Regions from separate parts of the Mus musculus genome. Here all the other regions are linked to region 1. Evidence: chromatin contacts called from public HiChIP or PLAC-seq data. All regions are on one chromosome and are shown on one strand. Each heading gives the region's core, a stretch centred on a gene start, on an enhancer-like site or on the middle of the called end of the contact. The rest is flanking DNA. Distances are from core to core; before and after follow the strand shown. Region 1 has its middle 30 kb from the start of Mterf1b. Region 2 overlaps Cdk14 (cyclin-dependent kinase 14). Region 3 holds the start of Fzd1 (frizzled class receptor 1).

What was found. HiChIP or PLAC-seq counts read pairs in DNA pulled down with a chosen protein or histone mark.
Region 2: a contact with region 1 is called in an H3K27ac HiChIP or PLAC-seq map of SST interneurons, with 9 times the contacts expected there. The contact joins two enhancer-like sites. A contact is called at or near these places in 1 of 15 datasets of contacts at CTCF or cohesin (the NIH/3T3 cell line), 4 of 115 datasets of contacts at active chromatin or transcription factors (SST interneurons, embryonic basal ganglia, embryonic fibroblasts and 1 more) and 1 of 9 other capture datasets (embryonic trunk).
Region 3: a contact with region 1 is called in an H3K27ac HiChIP or PLAC-seq map of the NIH/3T3 cell line, with 10 times the contacts expected there. The contact joins the promoter of Fzd1 here to the enhancer-like site in region 1. A contact is called at or near these places in 14 of 39 promoter capture datasets (the 3T3-L1 cell line, 3T3-L1-derived adipocytes, HPC-7-derived erythroid cells and 9 more), 1 of 15 datasets of contacts at CTCF or cohesin (the NIH/3T3 cell line), 4 of 484 Hi-C or Micro-C datasets (cortical neurons, embryonic fibroblasts, nephron progenitors and 1 more) and 15 of 115 datasets of contacts at active chromatin or transcription factors (the NIH/3T3 cell line, bone marrow-derived macrophages, craniofacial prominence and 11 more).

The regions. Positions count from the first base shown.
Region 1 is chr5:4,220,757-4,224,063 of GRCm38.p6, forward strand. No RefSeq gene overlaps it. Among named protein-coding and RNA genes, the nearest start is that of Mterf1b, 30 kb to the left of the region's middle. Within about 2 kb of position 1,670, at least 46 of the 459 cell types and tissues checked have an H3K27ac peak or open chromatin away from gene starts, as enhancers often do. A contact at or near this core is called in the NIH/3T3 cell line, the SN4741 cell line, SST interneurons and 2 more, where this site is marked.
Region 2 is chr5:4,878,904-4,882,210 of GRCm38.p6, forward strand. The region is part of intron 14 of Cdk14 (cyclin-dependent kinase 14); the gene reads right to left. Among named protein-coding and RNA genes, the nearest start is that of Fzd1, 120 kb to the left of the region's middle. Within about 2 kb of position 1,693, at least 10 of the 459 cell types and tissues checked have an H3K27ac peak or open chromatin away from gene starts, as enhancers often do. A contact at or near this core is called in SST interneurons, where this site is marked.
Region 3 is chr5:4,756,511-4,759,817 of GRCm38.p6, forward strand. Fzd1 (frizzled class receptor 1) reads right to left here and starts at 1,706. Exons shown (of 1, transcript NM_021457.3): 1 at 1-1,706. The coding sequence starts at 1,070.

The DNA of each region.
Region 1 (3,307 bases), core at 420-2,919:
TACCACAGCTATGTATGTAATGAGTGAAGCAGGCTTCATACCTTTTCCTAAGAATAGAACCACTGTGAATAACATTGTTTCTATGGCAAAATGCTTCTAAAAGCCCTGCGATAGACTGGCAGAAAAGAACGTTTGAATGCAATCTGTTTGCCAGCTGGATGGGTCTGGTTGCGTTGAAGAAGGCCACCTTTTCTTCAGCTTTCATAGCTGTCCTTGTACAGAGGGCAACATCTTCTACAGTGACAGACAAGCCACATAGTCTGAGTTCAAATAAAGATAAAGATTGGCTCCTTGAAGGAGTGCCTGTCTGCTGTAAGACTGGCCATATTTAATGAAATGTGGCATTAAACGGACCTGTTAAACTTCCCTGCTATTATCAGACCATCTGTGTTTACTTTTGTGTGAAAGCAAAAGTTTCACTCTTACTTCAGATCAAAAATGGCATCTCCCAGTGTGATAAGGGGCATGAAAAGTAAAGAATAAACCAAATGGGGGGTGATTCCTGTTTTCCCTGCTTGTCAGTTTCCTTGGAGAATGAAACATTAGAGTCAGAGGGAACAGAAAGGAAAGGTGGGTGATGGCTTGGCCATGTTTTATGTAACACTTGTTTTTCTTTTATGTGAACACACTACACCATCCATCAGGATAAATTAATGTGTCTTGGACCTTTAAAAACTGGGAAAAAATAATTTTAATGGCTCCAATAACAGCTCCAGATGAAGGCTGGAAAACAGATCCTCCAAACTGTCAGAGAGAGTATGTATGACTTGGCTCTGCTGTAATTGCAAATAAATGCCGCTTTTGTATGAAGTTTCCCTGACCGCCAGTAGAAGAACTGTAACACATTTATTGCGAACAAAATTGGAATGGGAATAAGACATGCTACAGCAGAATGCCAGTTGGATTAAATTAAAATAAATCATTAACACAATGAAAGGTCTTGCTTAACAGGAGGAATAATTTAATCAAAGAGATTTACAAAAACGGAAGGGTCTCACATACACTGTGTTTATGATACAACATACTTATTTTAAAATGCAGTTTTCTTCTCATGTGGGTAATATCTGTGAACCTCAGTGTAAACGGAGACATTAAGGGGTGGAAAGCCAGAGGTTCAGAACAGCATAGAAGGCAACTGAAAAGTTTAGAACAAAGGCTAATTCCAACTGCTGTTTACCGCAGGTAAGGGACTTCAAGACTCTGTCCTGTGTTTGAAAGTGGTAAGTCATGCTATTATTTATCGCAGTTAATTGCTAATGTTTGTGAAGAACACAGTATGTTTCACAACAGGCCTGACTAATCCACGGTGACCTTTTGTGATATCAAAGCTTTATCAATTAAAAGCTCCTGACTGCAACTTCAGAGGATGCCTAGTGACTGCCAGCAAAAGGGAAGATTATATTTGGCTTCTTATGCAATCATGATTTTTTTTTTGGCTACATTCCTTTTTAAACAAAAATCACTCTGGGGTGCTGCTTCCAAACCCACAAAACGAAGTATATTCAGAATGCTTTTCATCTTCAAGGAGTGGTTTTGTAAGCCTCAGCAGAAATGTCAGAAAAACAGTGGTTATGTTTTTCTGATAAACTCCGTTCTTCTTGAGGTCCCTACACTGTCTGACTAATTTCCGGTCACTTCTCCCCTCATCTTCTTTGGTTGATACGGAGGAGTCTGTATGGCATTTGGGAACTGTGAGTCAGACAGTCCTGAAGTGTTTGTTGATTTCCATTCACTGATCCCCAGACAAGGATTTTTCAGTGTTTTTCTTGACTTTGCTGAGTTAATGCATCTTGAAATTCTCTACTCTCCCAGTCTTCCTGGATGCTTCAGTTTTGTATTTTTCCAAGTATTCTGTCCTTTATTTTTCCCTTGGAGCTGACTCTCCGTGCATTGCTCTTTATATTCTCTCATTTGGCCATCACCTGGGGCTAAGCCCTTAGCTCTTTTCCTTCTCTATCCTCTGGGCACACTCACCCACTCCCAACTGCTTTCCAAGCTCCAAGTCCACATTCCCAACTCCTGCCCATCACTTTCTTCATCTCTATCAAGGATGACTAAAATCAAACTCATGACCTTCCTCTGACTTTACTCAGGATCCTAACTTACAGCTCCTCCTTCCCTTACTCTCCACTATTAGGGTCTAGTCTACATTGGCTGCACTACTGCCAAGTTTGCTATTTACAATAATACCAGGATCAATTAAGTGTCTAGATCAATGGGGCCATCCCTCTGGAACCTGCAGATCATCAGGTCCTCAGCTAGATGAGCACTTGTCAACTGAGACGTAGGGCAGTTGGTTTTTTATCTGTATCTATGAGAGATATAGAAATGTCCTATAAATGCCAGAAAAATTCTAGACTACAGAGGAATTAAAACTGATGAGAGGTAGTTTTAATGTTATGAAAACTATATCTTAAAGTGAGTATATAGATTTTTAAGAAGAAGAACATATTTCTGCATAAAAACAAAACAAAACAGTGAATCATGGCAGCAAAGCACTATAATATTAGCACTCTGGAAGGACACTCCGGGGATGGTAAATTCAAGGCCAATCATGACAATAGAGCAAGACACTGTCTCCAAACCAACAAAAGAAATAAAGAAAGCAGTGTACAAGGAAAGAGGTACTATTTACACACAGTGGTCAAAAAGAATCTATGAGACAGTGTCTTGCTGTGTGACCCAGGCTGGTTTCAAAATCTTGATCCTCCTGCTTTAACCTCTTGAGTCCTGTGTGTGTGTGTGTGTGTGTGTGTGTGTGTAAAGACTTTAAAGCAAATATCTGTGGCAACTTTGTTTCTAATAGTCCCCAAAAAGGAAACAAGCAGTTTGGAAACAGCCAATGTCTAGAGGACCCAAGCAAACAACAGGTGGGCTCAGTGGCTCACCTATAAGGCAAAGACAGGAGATCTCTAAAGCAGGCTGCTGAGAGAGATTAGCCACATCAGAGAGCTCCGGATTAAACTGAGAGACTGCCTCAAAAAAAAAATTAAGGTAGAAGAGAAATCAAGGAAAGATTCCCATTCAACTTTAGGCCTCCACACATACACACATATGACTATAATACACATGCACACCTCACATAGTCAAATTGAGAGAGAGAGAGAGAGAGAGAGAGAGAGAGAGAGAGAGAGAGAGAGAAACAACAATTACTGCTCTACACAGCACGGACACTTTCCAAAGCATTCTGTTATGTCAACAAACCTGTCATCAGATGATTCCTATGTACTCTAGGATTCTGTCTCTATGGTATTTCAGAAAAAGGCAAAGTGATAGTAATAGTAAATCAAAACTAATCTGAAATCAG
Region 2 (3,307 bases), core at 443-2,942, 660 kb after region 1:
TGTGTGCTAGAATATTAGTCTGATGGAGGCCTTCATTTTGTGCCTGGGTCCCAATGGCTTAAGCCTCTGATCCCATTCCCCACTCAAATAAGGCTCCCATGAGAGGATGGCCTCTGAGGGAGTGAGGAGCATGGTCTGCTTGTCGGCAAGTTCAGTTCCAAGCTTCTGTCTGGCTTCCCCTCTCAGCTCTGTCATCTGCACACTGTCCTCCACGAAATAAAATGTCAGCCCAGACCTGCAGCCTACTTGGCCCAAACAGCCTCCTTTTATGCTAGACAGTTCCTAGAGTGCCGGCAGATCACAAAGACAGTCTGGAGGCAGGAGAGGAAAATCAGCTGCTATCCTGGAAAATAATGGAATACTGTGCATTTAGAGCACAGACAATTCCTTCTGTACCCCCAAATCCATAAGAATCAACAATATTAAACAGAAAGGAAAAATGGGGTTCCAGAGCTGATGACAGCCACAAGCCACAGGTGGGGCCGTATGCTGTAAAATCCAGTTTAGTTATTAGTTATTCACACCTGTGCCTCTGTCTGTGCAAAGGCTCTCTCAAGATTACAGTGTTGGCAAACAGTTCTGAAGAGGAAAGCTACAAGTGTTGTTTTCTCTGTCCAATTCATAGTTTCAAACTCCTCTAATATGGAAGTGCTAATTCACAGACACACACACACACACACACACACACACACACACACACAATACACAAAGAGAATTTGTTTTAGGATCCATGGATTAATGAGACAGTTTGTGGAGCATCAAATCAATTTTCTTTCAGCCACTCAAAAAACAAAAACGTCAATCAAACAAATACCCCAAACAAATGTGCAAAAGCAAAAACCAGCTAAATAAACATAAAAATCTTAGGATGAAACAAAGAAAGTGAAGGTCAAAGGCTATCATTATTTGTACTATAAAAAGGATCACTCCAAATTGTTTTTTTTTAAAGATAAATACAATGTATTGTTTAGACATAAAGGGTACACATCATGTGAATTATACTGTTTAGGAAACTAAAGTGTATGTTAATATTTATGTATGGCACAGAGATGGAGTAGAAAATGAGAGAATGGTGTTTAGGCAAATGAGTGAGGGAATCTTCACAATTCCCCACACTGTTTCTGCAAGTTTGTTATTTTAACACAAAACAAAGTTTACCAACACACTCCTGAAACACACTAGAATGTTTTCGTTCTGCTTTTAGTCAAGGCCTAAATCTTTTGCTCACCCACTTGTGGAGTTGGGGTGCTGCTGATGCAGAATGCAGATCAAAGGTGCCCAAAGAAAAAGATCCAGAAACTTCTACAGCCCGTCTGAAGCCCATTAAAGGAGCTCAGAGACGCCTCAGCATGAAAGAGAGCTAAGCCTGCAGGGGTGGCCGCCACTGACATTGCAACAAGAGGCGGTGGTCTACACATTTGTTGCATTCATAAACGTTCTGGAGTTCATATGGTCATCCCATTACAGGAAAGGCCAGAGGTGGGTGGGTGGAAAACTGAGCCACACTGAGCCTGCAGCCTGCAGCATGCAGCATGCATCTGTGATGCAGAGTTCTGGCTTGGTTTTCCCGTCCAGCTGGAGCAAGGACAGCAACCAGGGCTCTCCTCAGATAAAGCCTAAGAGCATGCTTGTGCTTGCTTCCTCTGTTCCTATTATTTCCACAAATGTTGCCAACTACCCAAGACAAAAGAAATGATGAAACTCCAGCTGCTGGAGAAGAAACACTTATTGCATCACACAGAGAGTAACCATCCTGGCAACGAGAAGAAACGCAGTGATTGTCCTTCTCCAGAAATAAACCTAGATTGAACAAATGAATAAAGATGGTGATACATCCCAATAGCCATTCTCCCCATTTGTTAACAACAGAAAATCTTTACCAAAAGCCCCAAGTATCTCACAGTGAGAATGTGCAGTATCATATTCAAACAGCCTTTTCCTCTTGTGCCGCACAGCTAGGGCAATGTACAATCTAGGCACATGGTTGGCTTCTTTGCATCACTGAAACTTTTGGGATGGGCAAGTGCAGAGCTGTATTTTGAGGGGTCTTTATGAACAGCCTGGCCTCCTAACTCACAGCTAAGTGGATTGGACCAGTGTGGAGAGCTTTAGGGGCTGCTTGGCAGGAATCTGACATTGGCCAATGACAAGAAAATGGGCTTCAGGCAGGAATCTGACTTTGGGCCATGACAAGGAAGTAAGCTCAGGCAGGAATATAATTTTAGGCTAGAACAGGGAAGTAGGCTTTTGGCAAGAATAAGACTTTGGGCTAGGACAGGGAAGTAGGCTTAGATATCTTGGTTAACCTGATAAGCCCTCAGAAACAGTGATGGGGAGTGATCTTGGGACTTTGTTTATTGCCTTGCTTGTTCCTTGACTATTAGTGTTTATTGTACTGCTTGACTGAATTACTTGAATGTAATTAAAATGGTATAAAAGTGGATTGGGAAGAAGAAACCTTCCCCAGCCTCAGAACTGGCTGGGGTCATGCTACAATGTTTTCTAATTGTCTTTTTTCTTTTTAATCCTCTCTCCTGTGCTGGAGAACCTGTTGACTGAGCTGGCTTGGTCAGATCAGGCTCAGTTCTGATTTAGAAGCAGCCTGGAATCAGCCAGTAGTTCATAAAGGGAGGGTTCACCCAATAGCCTCAGTTTCTACTCCTGGTTATACAAATCAGAGCAGTTTTCTAGGAGGGTTTTAGGATCCAAGGTAATAAGAGATCAGTAGCAGATTCCTCCAGAAATAGGACAAAGAGAAGAGAGAGGAAGATGGATCCATGAGTAAGCAGAAACAAGGCAACAGAAACTACAAAGTGAAGAGAAGATGAAGACAATATGACACCGACTGTAAAAGTGACCCACCACAATGTCACAGCATGGAAGGGGAGCCTTGGACACCTCCATCTCCTGGAGCAGTTTCCAGAGTCAATATGGCAGACAGATTAAGGCTACTGTTGGCTTCTGCCTTACAGTCCTGTCTTTGTGAAGTGTGTGCAGCTATATCGACTGTCAGTCTGCCTTCCTTTTGCATACTACTGCTAACGGAGGAAGCCACTATGGCACTTCAATGGAGTTATGGCCCTTGCTAATGTCATCTCTTGCTCTTGTGGGCACCAGGCATTGTGTCTTTCCATGCCTCTCATGTAACTCAGTCACCTGGCTCTGGCTCCTTTTGCTTTGGCCAAGTGCCTCTTTTCTCACCGTCCGAGTCCTTCTAAAGCGACTTTCATCTAGCACCAAGATACACTTGACTGCAATGAATTCTGTTCTGTTTTCTTGATTTTTCCTTAAAATAGGTGGATGGAAG
Region 3 (3,307 bases), core at 456-2,955, 540 kb after region 1:
TAACAGCCGGACAGGAAAATGATGGGCCGTTCCGGGTAGCTGAAGCGCCGCATGTCCACTAGGTACGTGAGCACCGTGAAGAGCGTGGAGGCGCAGCACAGCACGGACCAGATGCCTATCCAGGTGCGCGAGAAGCGCAGCTCCTCTGGCCCGAAGTACATGAGCCCGTAAACCTTGGTGGGTTCGCAGGGTGCGCCGCAGTCCTTCTCCCCCAGAAAGTGGTAGTTGAGGTAGGAGGGCACCCTGAGGGCGCGCGGGCAGGAGAACTTTCCCCGCTCCACCGTCCCGGCACCCCCCGGGTAGCCGCCGCGGTAACCACCGCCGCCGTGCTGCGGATTACTGGTCCAGAACTCTGGTAGCAAGGAGGGAGTTGGGGTGCCTTTGTCGGACGTGTTCTGGCCCACGCACAGCTCTCCTGCGCCGTGCACCGGGAACTTCTCGCACTTGAGTGTGTCTGGCCACTGGAAGCCGAACTTGTTCATGAGCGCCTCGCAGCCCTGGCGTGCGCGCTCGCACAGGGAGCGGCAGGGCGGTAGCGCCTGCTCCAGTACGGTGCACACAGGCGCGTACATGGAGCACAGGAAGAACTTGAGCTCGGCGGAGCACTGCACCTTCACCAGAGGGTAGAACTGGTGCACCTCCAGACCGGCGTCCTCCTGATTCGTGTGGCCCAGCAGGTTGGGCATGATGGTCTGGTTGTACGCGATGTCCGTGCACAGCGGGATGGAGATGGGCTGGCAGTAGCCGTGGTCCGGGATGGAGATGCCCCGTTCGCCGTTGTACTGCTGCCCGCTCTGCTGGGGCTGGGGCGGCGGCGGGGCTTGCTGGCCCGGCCCGGATACCTGGCCCGCCGCCTGCGCTCGGACCCCCAAAAGCAGAGGAGCCTCCAGCAACCAAAGCAGCAGCAGCAGCCCGCTAGCCCAACGCCGGGGATCAGCCCGGGGGCGGCGGTGGCTGGCCGTGTCCTCGTGCCCCACCTCCTCCCGCCGGCCCGGGAGTGCTTCGGCACAAAGTTCCAAGCTCAGCCGGCCGGCGGCCCGGGACTCGCTAGGCGCCGCCTCCTCAGCCATACTTTTTCGGCTCCCTCCTCGGCGCGGATTGACTGGGACGGGCAGCGGCGCGGCGGGTGGTGGCTCCCACTGTGATCCGGGAGAGCTGGTCGCCCGTGCCCTCCGTCGGGGTGCGGCCGCTCTCTGCCCGCTCCCCGGGATTCTGCTCCGCGTCCCGCAGCCGCCGCCGCCGCCGCGGAAACTTGCGGTTCATGAAGCGCGGGCGGCGAGGAGAGCAAGAGTGGTCCAGGCGCGCCGGGGTCGCGTCCCTCTTCCCTGGCCCGCGGCAGGCTGTGGCTCTTGTCAGGCGGCGCCGCGTTAGTGGTCGCAGCCGGGCAGAGGAGCGCCCAACTCTCGGCAGCCTAGCCGCCCTGGGTCCCCCCTGCGCCTCCGCCTCCTCCTTCTCCGCCGCCGCCTGACCATTTGTGTCAATCCCTCAACTCGCAGCCTCTGCTCTCCCTCGCGCGCCCTCCAACGGGTTTCTAGGCGCCCCCCAGTCTGTCTTTCACCGGGAGGGAGGAGCCTTGAAACCGACGCGGAGCTGGCGGCTCAGGGACCGTCGCCCAATCGCAGCACCCGCTTCACAGCGCAAAGGGAGCCCTTTCCCTCCGAGCCCGGACTGGAGCCCGCAGCAGACCGGAGGAGGTGGAGGAAGTAGTGGTGGCGGTGGCAGAGACTCCGCTCCGGCACAAAGAGTAGCTATGAAGCCGGACAGGCTAGGTCGCTTTTGCTTTTGCAGAAGAAAGGGCGAGGACAAGTAAGAGAATGGTCCCATATGCGGCAGGAGATAATGAATAGGAGTCGGCTGGCCGCGGGGATTTAGCTCTGTCTTGCTTTTTATCTGTCTTCATATTTTATAATCCTACCCTCGACTCTCTGGTCACAGACTGCTACTTTGAGTGCTGCGTTCTGATTGCGTGCCCCTGACTTGAGAGTCGGGTTTCCTTTGAATTTAAGTCTGTCGAGGTTTTGTTTAAACTATGACTCCAATAAACCGTGGAGCTCACAGACTGGCCTTGGTGGACTTTGGACGCGCCATTTCCCCCGATCGCTGTCAAATGAAAGCAAAACGCAAAGTTTGGTGGGATGTAAATTGTAAACCCAGATGCTCCTGTGAGTAGTATGCGTCGTGTAGTCAAACTTTCCCCCTTCTCTTTAATGGTATCAGAAACAGAAGTAAAGGAAAACAGAAGCTATTCATTAAATGCTGGAGGAAAACCGGCTTGAGAACCAACGCATTGGGTGCTCCAGCGTGAGACACGGGAGCCATACATCCAGACAGGAGGATCAATCTGGGACCATTTGAGGGCCGCTTCTAAACACTGGGGACCCTGCAGGGTCTGTTGGGAACTTCTGAGGCCTGGGTCATTTAAGTTCCTCCTCAGTGGAAGTAGTCAAAGCTGAAGCTATTAGTTTGAAGGACAAAACACATGACCAAAGTGAGTCTGAAAGACCAAGCACAGTCAGTCAGTCGACTCAAACCAGGATAATCAACCTCAGCAGACACACATGCTTGTTCTTGCAAGTTTATTTTCAAGAACTTGTGTGAGTCGGATTTATCAATAAAGTGCTATTATGTTTTATTAATTCTATCAAGAGTCCCCCCCCCCTTCGATTAGACTTATCTCACGAGACTGTTCCCGAATTATTTTCTATCTTCTTTTATACAGATTCACTTTTCATTAGATATTATCTCACGAGACTGTTCCCGAATTATTTTCTATCTTCTTTTATACAGATTCACTTTTCATTAGATATTTACCAAGCATCCATGATACAGTGAGCACTGTCTCAGGAGGTAGGGAGCACAGAGGAAGCCCTGGCACATATTTAAAGGAGGGCATAGTACAGTGGGCACAGGAACGTCACCAGTGATGGCAGTGCCCACCCATTCTCAAAAGGGACGCAAGGGAAGTAAATGACCTGCTAACACGGGAGATGAGGAATGGGAGGGGTCATCGGAGAAATAGATGCAAAATGCAAAAGAGAAAAGCACAAAACAGAAAACAAAACAAAAAGGCAACAAACAAACAAACCCCTCAAGTTTCTGAGGGGCAGGCAAGGAGAACATGCCCTGGTCATGACAGGAAAGAAAGGGCTCTTTAGCTGGTACAAAATATCATGAACCAAACTGTTCAAACAATAGATAGCTAGTGCAGGTGGCTTTCCCCCACAGAAGCGGGAAGTGGTTCCAGGGCGACTGAAAGAGGGAGCAGGACTCAGGCTCGCGTGGAGAAACATCAACATTCCGATACACT